Regions from separate parts of the Oryctolagus cuniculus genome. Here region 2 is linked to region 1. Evidence: chromatin contacts called from public Hi-C data. All regions are on one chromosome and are shown on one strand. The core of a region is the stretch at or near the end of the contact, and the rest is flanking DNA. Distances in the headings are between cores, read along the strand shown. Region 1 holds the start of ERAP1 (endoplasmic reticulum aminopeptidase 1). Region 2 holds the start of LIX1 (limb and CNS expressed 1).

Evidence for each region. Hi-C and Micro-C count contacts between places; a contact is called where the count stands out from the background.
Region 2: a contact with region 1 is called in a Hi-C map of an unstated tissue, with 3 times the contacts expected there. The contact joins the promoter of LIX1 here to the promoter of ERAP1 in region 1. A contact is called at or near these places in 6 of 6 Hi-C or Micro-C datasets (ear pinna, embryonic fibroblasts, liver and 3 more).

Annotation. Positions count from the first base shown.
Region 1 is chr14:19,479,668-19,483,968 of mOryCun1.1, reverse strand. It overlaps ERAP1 (endoplasmic reticulum aminopeptidase 1), which reads left to right and starts at 1,927. Exons shown (of 19, transcript XM_002713943.5): 1 at 1,927-2,055.
Region 2 is chr14:19,809,079-19,813,465 of mOryCun1.1, reverse strand. It overlaps LIX1 (limb and CNS expressed 1), which reads left to right and starts at 2,498. Exons shown (of 6, transcript XM_002713928.5): 1 at 2,498-4,382. The coding sequence starts at 4,301. All of the region lies in intron 10 of RIOK2 (RIO kinase 2), which reads left to right.

The DNA.
Region 1 (4,301 bases), core at 678-3,177:
AATAGACCCGACAACGTGCTAAGTTTTAAAGATGCTTATTCAGTGAGAGAAATGCACGGGAGAGTGACACTGAGCTTTATTTAGGGGAGAGAGAAGTCTAGAAGCTAAGTTGAGTCCATCCCAAGCAGAAAGCAGGCCAGAAGCAAGCCACATGGAGCAAGCGTGCAGGCAGGTAGCCAGAGAGTGGGCAGCCCAAAGGCCTCATGCATCTAAGGTGCAGGTAGCAAGGGCAATAAAGGGGGGGGGGGCACCATGTTCCAGGCCTTTTATCCACTCCCAAAGGGGCGTGGTTACGTAGCCTGATTGGCAGGTGAGCATCCAGGTGGGATCAGGTAGGGGCTTGAGATCACACAGAGGCGTGGTGAGGGCGTGGTCTTCCAGATCACAAACCTAATGGATTTTACGCTATCTGCCTGCCTACACCAATATGAGAATGCTTGCAAACTGCAACACTTCACAGGACTTTGTTAGCTGTCAAGAGCTCAAAACAAGTGTCTCCGGCTCTTAATTTGATATCTGTGCTTTTCTGTTTCTGATTATAAATAAAATGACACAGATTTTGTTCAGCAGGACAGCTTGCAATCGGGCACCTAGGGGGAAAAGTGTCATCCTCTTTATCGAGAATATGAAGATATTCTTTCTAAAATTAGCATTAAAAGAATTGAGTTCTGGGGCCCTGGGAGCTAGGGAGATATCTCAGGGCCCTCAACGTGTGTGTGTGTGTGTGTGTGTGTGTGTGTGTGTGTGTGTTGGGGGAGGGGGCAGTGGGCAGAACCTGAATGGAAGCAGCTGCCCTGTTAATCGGAACAGCTCTGCTTTGGTGAGTTTTCTACGTCTTGATTCTGGGTAAGATTTTCTATCAAAAAGGACAGTGGTAAGATGGTCTTCCCGCCTTCTTCTCTGTCAGCCCCCAGGGCTGCTCTGGCTCGTCCGCCCTGCCCTCCCGCCTCTCAGAGCTATTGTAAAAGAAAGCTGACTGGAAACCGAACGGGAAACCAGGACAGACCTCGCAGAAGGAAAGCGAGGACGTGAATGGGTCTGATGGACGGGAAGCCACGGCCCCCGCCCGCCTCCCTCCTCCGAACCCGCAGAAACCACCGGCTCCCGGGACGAACCCCAAGCTTGCTGCGTGTTAATAAAAAACAAACAGAAAACCTCCCCTGGATGCCGCCCCAGATGAGTCTGGGACACGGCGCCCATGTTTGTGTTAGAAAACGGCCCGAGACCGCAGAGAAGACGCAGAACTCAATGTTGTATGCGAAAGGAGGCCTGCGATGGCTGGGCGACACCGTTCCCAGGCGTCCTCACCCAGCCCTCCGACGGAGGCAGGAGACAGCCCGGGCTGCCCCCAGGGGCCACGGCCGCGCACAACCTAAGGCGTCTGAAAACGCTGGGGGCACGGTTAAGACAAGCCTCCGAGCCTAGCGGGGCTCACGGCGCCCCCTGGCGGTGAGCGGTTGGGGATGTCCCGGCCCTTCGCTCCTGCACGGCCCGCCCAGCCTCTCGGCGCGCACCCGCGGCTCGGCTTCCGGCAACAGGCGCGAGAGTCCCCGGGGACAAGTTTCTGGGGCGGGCCCTCAGAGCTCTGCATCCATTCGCAGAGAGAGGATGACGGACACCCCCTGCGTCCAATGGGCGTCGTGCTCGTGCCGGCCTGGCGGACCCGCGAGCTCCAGCCGGGCATCGGACCCCCTCCGAAGCGGCCGCGTGGTCCTGCATCCCGCGGCCAGCCACGCAAAGCCAAACCCAGCTCCCAGAGACACTGCGAGGGAAGGGCCAGCCTTGAGAGGGGCGCTGCTGCCCGCCCGATCCTTGCCTTGCCATCCCGGGCCTGCAGCCCCCACTTCCCGACCCCCGCCTTGGGGACGGCGGCCTCGCACTAGGCCCCGCTCCCGGGGTTCCCCACCAGCGCCCCTTTCGGCCGGGGCTATTCGGGGCCTGCAGCTGGGGCTCGGGCCGCGCGCTCCTCCACGCCCGCCCGCCCGCCGCCGGCCCCGCTTTCACTTTCGGTCGCGGAGGCTCCAGGCGGGCGGCGGCGGCGGCGGCGGCGCGAGGGTGAGCAGGGGCGCGGGGCCCGGGTGCGGGCAGGGGGCTGCGGGGCGGGCCCCTTCCCTGAGGGCTCCCGGGAGGGCCGCGGGCGCCGCGGGCACCAGCCCGGCGGGAGGAGGCGGCGGGCGCCGGCCGGCTGCTGCTCTGCGCTGGCTCCGTGCGCGCCCCGGCCGGGTGCAGCCGGCCCCTCGTGGGCCGGGGGCTGGGGACCCCGCGCGAGGGCGGCTGAGAAAGGAGGGTGGCCCCTGGCTGAGCCCTGGGGAGGGGCGGGCCGCAGGTGTCCCCCGGGTCGCTGCCCAGCCGCCTTAACCCGTACTCACCCGTATTTCTCGCTCCCGCTTCGCTCGGGAGCTACCCGGGTTTTATTATTTAATTATCTTAAGCAAATTAAATGTCCCTGCGGGTGCCTCCCAAGCCAGGTGGGCCTCGGAGTTAATCCGTGAGAGGAAGGGGAAGCAGGTGCTTCCCCAGTGCTCTCGGCCAATGGACGTTTATGGTGCGGGCCAGTTCAGAAACGGCTGTTTTCTAGAGAATGCCCGAATTTACTCTGAACTTAGGCTGTGGTCAACAGTCTGGCGGTGGGGTGGGGTGGGGGGAGCACTAGGCAGACTTTACAGGATTGGTTAGAGTCCCTTCCCTGAGGATTTGGCCATGCACCACGTATTCCAGTTAAGGCCCGGTTGCCAGCGGCCTCCTTGGTGAGGCAGAATCGAAAGCAGCCTACACAGAGTCGTTGCAAAGGCACCTTAGACTCTTCCTGGCGGAGAGGTGAACTTAGCCAACAGCCTGCTGCCCTTCCATCGGGATCACTGAAAGTGAAAGACGCTCTGCTTGTGGCTGGTCCGATGCCAAAGGGAGATCCTTTCAAAAACTGTTTGAGGCAGTACAGTCAGGTTCAGGGACATTGTTGAAAGCCTTTAGCTCCACGCTCTAGACCTGTGCCTTTAACTGCCTGTCTGCTTGATCCCCTTGGACGTCTCAGACATCACAAACTAAACCAAACGATGAACAAGATTCCCCTTCCATCCCGGCAATACAATTCAATCTGTTCCTCCCGAAGTCCCCCCCCAGCTCAGAGAAGATGCTCATTCTAGACACCTGGCCCCCAGGCCTGATGCTGACCTCTCTCACCCCCGACTTGGGTTTGCCCTGATACAAATGATGGGTCCATCCAGCGGGGCCTCTTCCACCTCTGCACAAGCCACAGGCTGAAGCCCTGCCCGGGTTCCTAACTGGCCTCCTCCCTTCATTCTCAGTGCTTTCCAGCCTTCCACTGTACACACAGCAGCCAAGCTGGTTTTTCTTAAAATGTGAACTGAGGCCGGCGCCGTGGCTCACTAGGCTAATCCTCCACCTAGCGGTGCCGGCACACCGGGCGGGTTCTAGTCCCGGTCGGGGCGCCGGATTCTGTCCTGGTTACCCCTCTTCCAGGCCAGCTCTCTGGCCCCGGAAGGCAGTGGAGGGTGGCCCAAGTGCTTGGGCCCTGCACCCCATGGGAGACCAGGAGGAAGCACCTGGCTCCTGCCTTCCGATCAGTGCGGTGTGCCAGCTGTGGCGGCCATTGTGGGGTGAACCAACGGCAAAGGAAGACCTTTCTCTCTGTCTCTCTCTCTCACTGTCCACTCTGCCTGTCAAAAAAAAAAAAAATGTGAACTGAACCCTGATACCTCCTAGCAAAAAATCCTTGCAGTGGCTCCTTACCACCCTTAGGAACCGTCCGAAGTCCTAACCAAGCCTGCAAGGCTGCCTGGTCCCAAACAGCGCCCTCTACTGTCTCTGAGCCTGCAAAGGCGCGTACAGGTCCCTCTTGGCACACTGCCTTGTCTTCGCTAACTTGTGTTTGTCCTGTGCGTCTCAGCTGAAATATTTTAGCCCCTTTGCCAGTGGAGATCCTTCTGCCTTTACACTCTTTTAGTTCATGTGTGTGGTGGTTAATGAGGCTGTGCCTTTGTCCGATCTCATTAAAAACCCCCAGCTCCTGCTGTGAGGTCAGAGACCTGGTGTTGCTGGCTCTTAGCAATTGATTCTGAATAAATACATGTAGAACCCGTTCAGTGTTCCCAACAATCCTGTGAGAGAGATGTTGTTATTTCACACGTGAAGAAAATACAACTGGAAATAAAGAGGCAGCTGGATCAACTTGCCCAGGGTCACAGTGTCGGGTGGCAGAGCAGGAGCTCAAAGCTGGGCGTTTTCCTGGCTGCAAACTTAGTATATGTGAGTGTGTTAGTATATATCTACAGTTATTTATG
Region 2 (4,387 bases), core at 1,249-3,748, 330 kb before region 1:
AAAGTGAGTGACAGCACTTTAAGGGAAGAAGTCTTTTAGGCATTCAAGAAGAAAAGTTTAAGACAATTTCTGCCATAAGATTTGGCTTACAGAAGAAACTATACTATCTAACTGGAATGTTGTATGATCTACCTATCTTAGAATTCATTTTTTATGGGGTCTGCGCTGTGGCATGATGGGTTAGGCCTCCGCCTGTGTCGCTGGCATCCTGTATGGGTGCCAGTTCAAGTCCCAGTTGCTCTGCTTCTGATCCAACTCCTTGCTAATGGTCTGGGAGGACAGCGGAGGATGGACCAAGTGCTTGGACCCCTGCACACACCTGGGAGACCTGGAGGAGGCTCCTGGCTCCTGGCCTCCTGACTCCAGGCTTCAGATCGGCTCAGCTCCAGCAGCTTGGGGAGAGAACGAGCAGACAGAAGACCTCTCTGCCTTTCCCTCTCTCTGTAACTCTGCCTCTCAAATAAATAAATCTTTTTTAAAAACTCCTTTTTTACCTCACAAAACCTAACTCATTAAGGATCATGATATTTATGTAGACTTAGGTTCTCTATGAAAATGCCTACAGTTTTGCCTTCTTTAAAAAAAATCTTGGGACTAGCACTGTGGCGTAGTGGGTAAAGCCACCACCTGCAGTGCCAGCAACCCATTTGGGCACCAGTTCATCTCCTAGCTGCTCCACTTCCAATCCAGCTCTCTGCTGTGGCCTGGGAAAGCAGCAGAAGATGGCCCAAGTCCTTGGGCCCCTGCACTCACGTGGGAGACCTGGAAGAAGCTCCTGGCTCCTAGCTTCAGATCAGCCTAGCTCCAGCCATTGTGGCCATTTCGGGAGTGAACCAGCGGATGGAAGACCTACCTCTCTCTCTCTCTCTCTGCCTCTCCTTCTCTCCCTATGTAACTCTAACTTGCAAATAAATAAATCTTTTAAAAAAAAATCTTATGGAAGTTGGAGATTAGCTTTAAGAAAGTCTTACCTTTCCTTGTAGTTAGCTTTAGCAGGGAGTATCTTTGAGTTGATCATATTGATTTGTATCTTTCAGATCAATGAATGGATATGAGGTTGAAATAGAAGTGATTTGTCAAGACCAGTCCAGCCTTGAGGAAATAAATATAGGGCTTTCCAGAAGACTAGACTGTCGCTCCCCCTCTTCGTGGAGGAACGACACAGGACCCTGCGCTGTTCTTTCGTCTGCTCGGCCCTCCCCGGGTTTGCTGCTGGTTCTTCCCGGGTTGGCTACTGTCCCTTCCACCTCCGTGGAAGGGCAGTTCCCCCTGGCCACATTCCCCACTTACGCAGGGGAGCGGCACACCGCCGGCCTGCTCTCTCGGGGGCTGCACAGGTGTTCCTTCAGATGTTCCCCTTAGATGTTCCTGGTGAATGCCGTCTCTCTCCTCCTTTATAGTCCTCCTCCGCCAATCCCAACTCGGCTGCCCACACGCCGAGTACGCTGCTCTCCTCCAATCAGTAGCAAGTCCTACAGTTTATTGGTTGAACTGGAGGCAGCTGTGCGGAAGCTGTTTACTTCTCTCCCAGCACCATATTGTGGGAGAGCAGATGCATAGAATAAGTCTTAATTCCAGTAACTCAGTCCAGTCCGGGGCTGCTCCCCACACTAGACAATCTGTTCTAATATTTGTGTCCATTTATGATGTAGTCATGGAACCATAGATATTAGAACTGATTGAGAGCATCCAGCTTAACTTAATAAATTGGTTGATGAGGACTGTGAGCCCAGAGAAGATAAGTGGCTTCTTCCTCAAGGTTATACAGATAACAAAATTCAAATCCTAGGTCTTATTGATCCTAAATTCAGTGTTCCTCTCACCACATTGTACAACATATATATATATATATATATATAATATATAAATACATATATAACATAATGTATACATATATTTTAAAGATTTTTATTTATTTGAAAGACAAAGTTTCAGAGAGAGACAGAGATCTTCCATCTGCTGGTTCACTCCTCCAGTGGCTGCCAGTGGCTGGGGCTGGACCAGGTCAAAGCCAGGAGCCTGGAATTCCTTCTGGGTCTCCTATGTGGGTGCAGTGGTCCAAGTATTTGGACCAGCTGCTGCTGCTTTTCCCAGGCACGTTAGCAAAGAGATGGATTGGAAGTAGAGCAACCAGGACTTGAACTGCACATATATGGGATGCCAGCATCTCAGGTAGTAGCTTAATCCATTATGCCAGCCGCTAAAATATTTTTAAGTACTGCTGGAATTAAACTTACACCCATAGAAATGCCCATTTACTGATTGAATTCCAAGCATCATTCATTTCTTTTTTTTGTTTGTTTTGTTTTTTTTGTTGTTGTTGTTGTTTTGACAGGCAGAGTTAGACAATGAGAGAGAGAGACAGAGAGACAGAGAGAAAGGTCTTCCTTCCATTGGTTCATCCCCCAAATGGCCGCTGCAGCCGGTGCGCTGCGCTGATCCGAAGCCAGTAGCCAGGTGCTTCCTCCTGGTCTCCCATGCGGGTGCAGGGCCCAAGCACTTGGGCCATCCTCCACTGCCTTCCCGGGCCACAGCAGAGAGCTGGACTGGAAGAGGAGCAACTGGGACAGAATCCGGTGCCCCAACCGGAACTAGAACCCAGGGTGCCGGCGCCCCAGGTGGAGGATTAGCCTAGTGAGCCACGGTGCCACCGGCCATTTCTCCTGCTTCTTTAACAAAAACATTAAATATATTGGTTTCCAATTCAGTATCACACTGAAAGTATTTACATTCACTCATATTTTGTGTCCAAGAATTAGAGTTTTTGTCTACAAACCATAGTTTGCATTTTAAACTATAAACTCCTGGATGGCAAGGATCTTGACCATGTTCACTTTTGGTACAGCCCATGTAGAGTGCACTGTGGAACCCTAAGCAAGTATCTCAGCATGAAGTGCTACTTCTTTCCAGTTCTTTCTAGATTATATCCATTTATAGATAGATGATAATGATGATGGATGGATGGATGGATGGACAGATACATCCATCAGTCGATCAACAGATAGATAGATGTCTTTGTGGTCTGGGGCAGCCCCATGCTTGTGTATTTTGTGTGACATACATTCCCTATGAGCATTTGCTATGTGAAAATCATGATAGCCCCATTCTTCCACCTTCTTTTTATTAGGCCCAGACTTCTACCAAATAGCTGAAGAAACTGATCACATGGAAGGCATTTTTATATAGTCTTTATTTAAAGGATTGGTTTCAGTTCTTCATAAAACACAGCATAATTATGGAATCTGAAAGTTGGAAAGCAATTTCTTATGTCTACCCTGGGAAAAAAATTTAAATAAAGAATTCCTCAACAACCCTCCAACAACTACCACAGGTTACAGCCTTTAAAATGAGTTATTTTGTATTTGCTGTAGCTTTTATTGCAGTGCAATCATGTGACTTCTATTTGTGTCTCCTGTAGGAAGAGCATTTAGCAAATCGTAATGGGTGGTGGCCAACACTGGTAGAAAAAGCAGCTCTGTTTTCTTAAGATCTTTTAATAGCTACTTATAATCTTTGGAAAAGTAGATTTTTTTTTTTGCTTCTACTGAAATTTTTAGAAAGAATTATCATGAAGTAAAAGGAAGTGAATGATATCAGAATTAATTAAAGTCAACCTTGGAGATGATTTGCTTTGAAGGGCAAAACAGGGAAACAAGTGTTCCCAGGCAGGCTGTGAGACAGTCTCGCAGGTCGTGCTTGCCAGAGTTCATCAGAAGCGACTGTAATGTGGGGAAGAGGGGTGGGAGCTCACCCGTGGCTTCCAGAAGAGCTGTTCCTGAACTCTAATGTGAAGCATAATGGGGCACCCTCATTCCTTTACTGAAGGGGGTCTACAGTGTACCCCTACCGTTCCTCTGGCATTTAGGAAATTCCCTGGAGAAATGAGTTTCTTGATTCCCTTGTCCTGGGGGCAGCACAGTGGACAATCGAGGGCCGAAAAAGGTTTCCCAGAGAGAAAGCCGCACAGCATTAAGGCAAAATCTGGCTGCAGAGCAAAGCAGGCTGAGCGAGCTTCCCCTGCTAGCCTGTAGGTGGGTGTGTTGAACAGGAGGCGGCAAGGGAACCGGCCTGTCAGCCAGCCCTTCGAGCTAATTAGCTCAGCACACAACAAAGATAAGTGAGCCTGGGAGGAGGGCCCCCTGAGGGGTCCTCACTTTCTGGGAAATGTCTGATTGGCAGATGTTAAAAGGGATTCTTTGGTAATCCAGTGCATCAATGAGCTGCACAGATTCAGTCCAGGACTGCAAGAATCCAGGCATGAGGACACCCTGTGCAGGAGGCGCGCACAGGCAGACCCGAGATGGACAGAACCCTGGAATCTCTGAGACACATCATTGCCCAAGCCTTGCCTCACAGAGACCCGGCTCTGGTCTTCAAAGACTGTAAG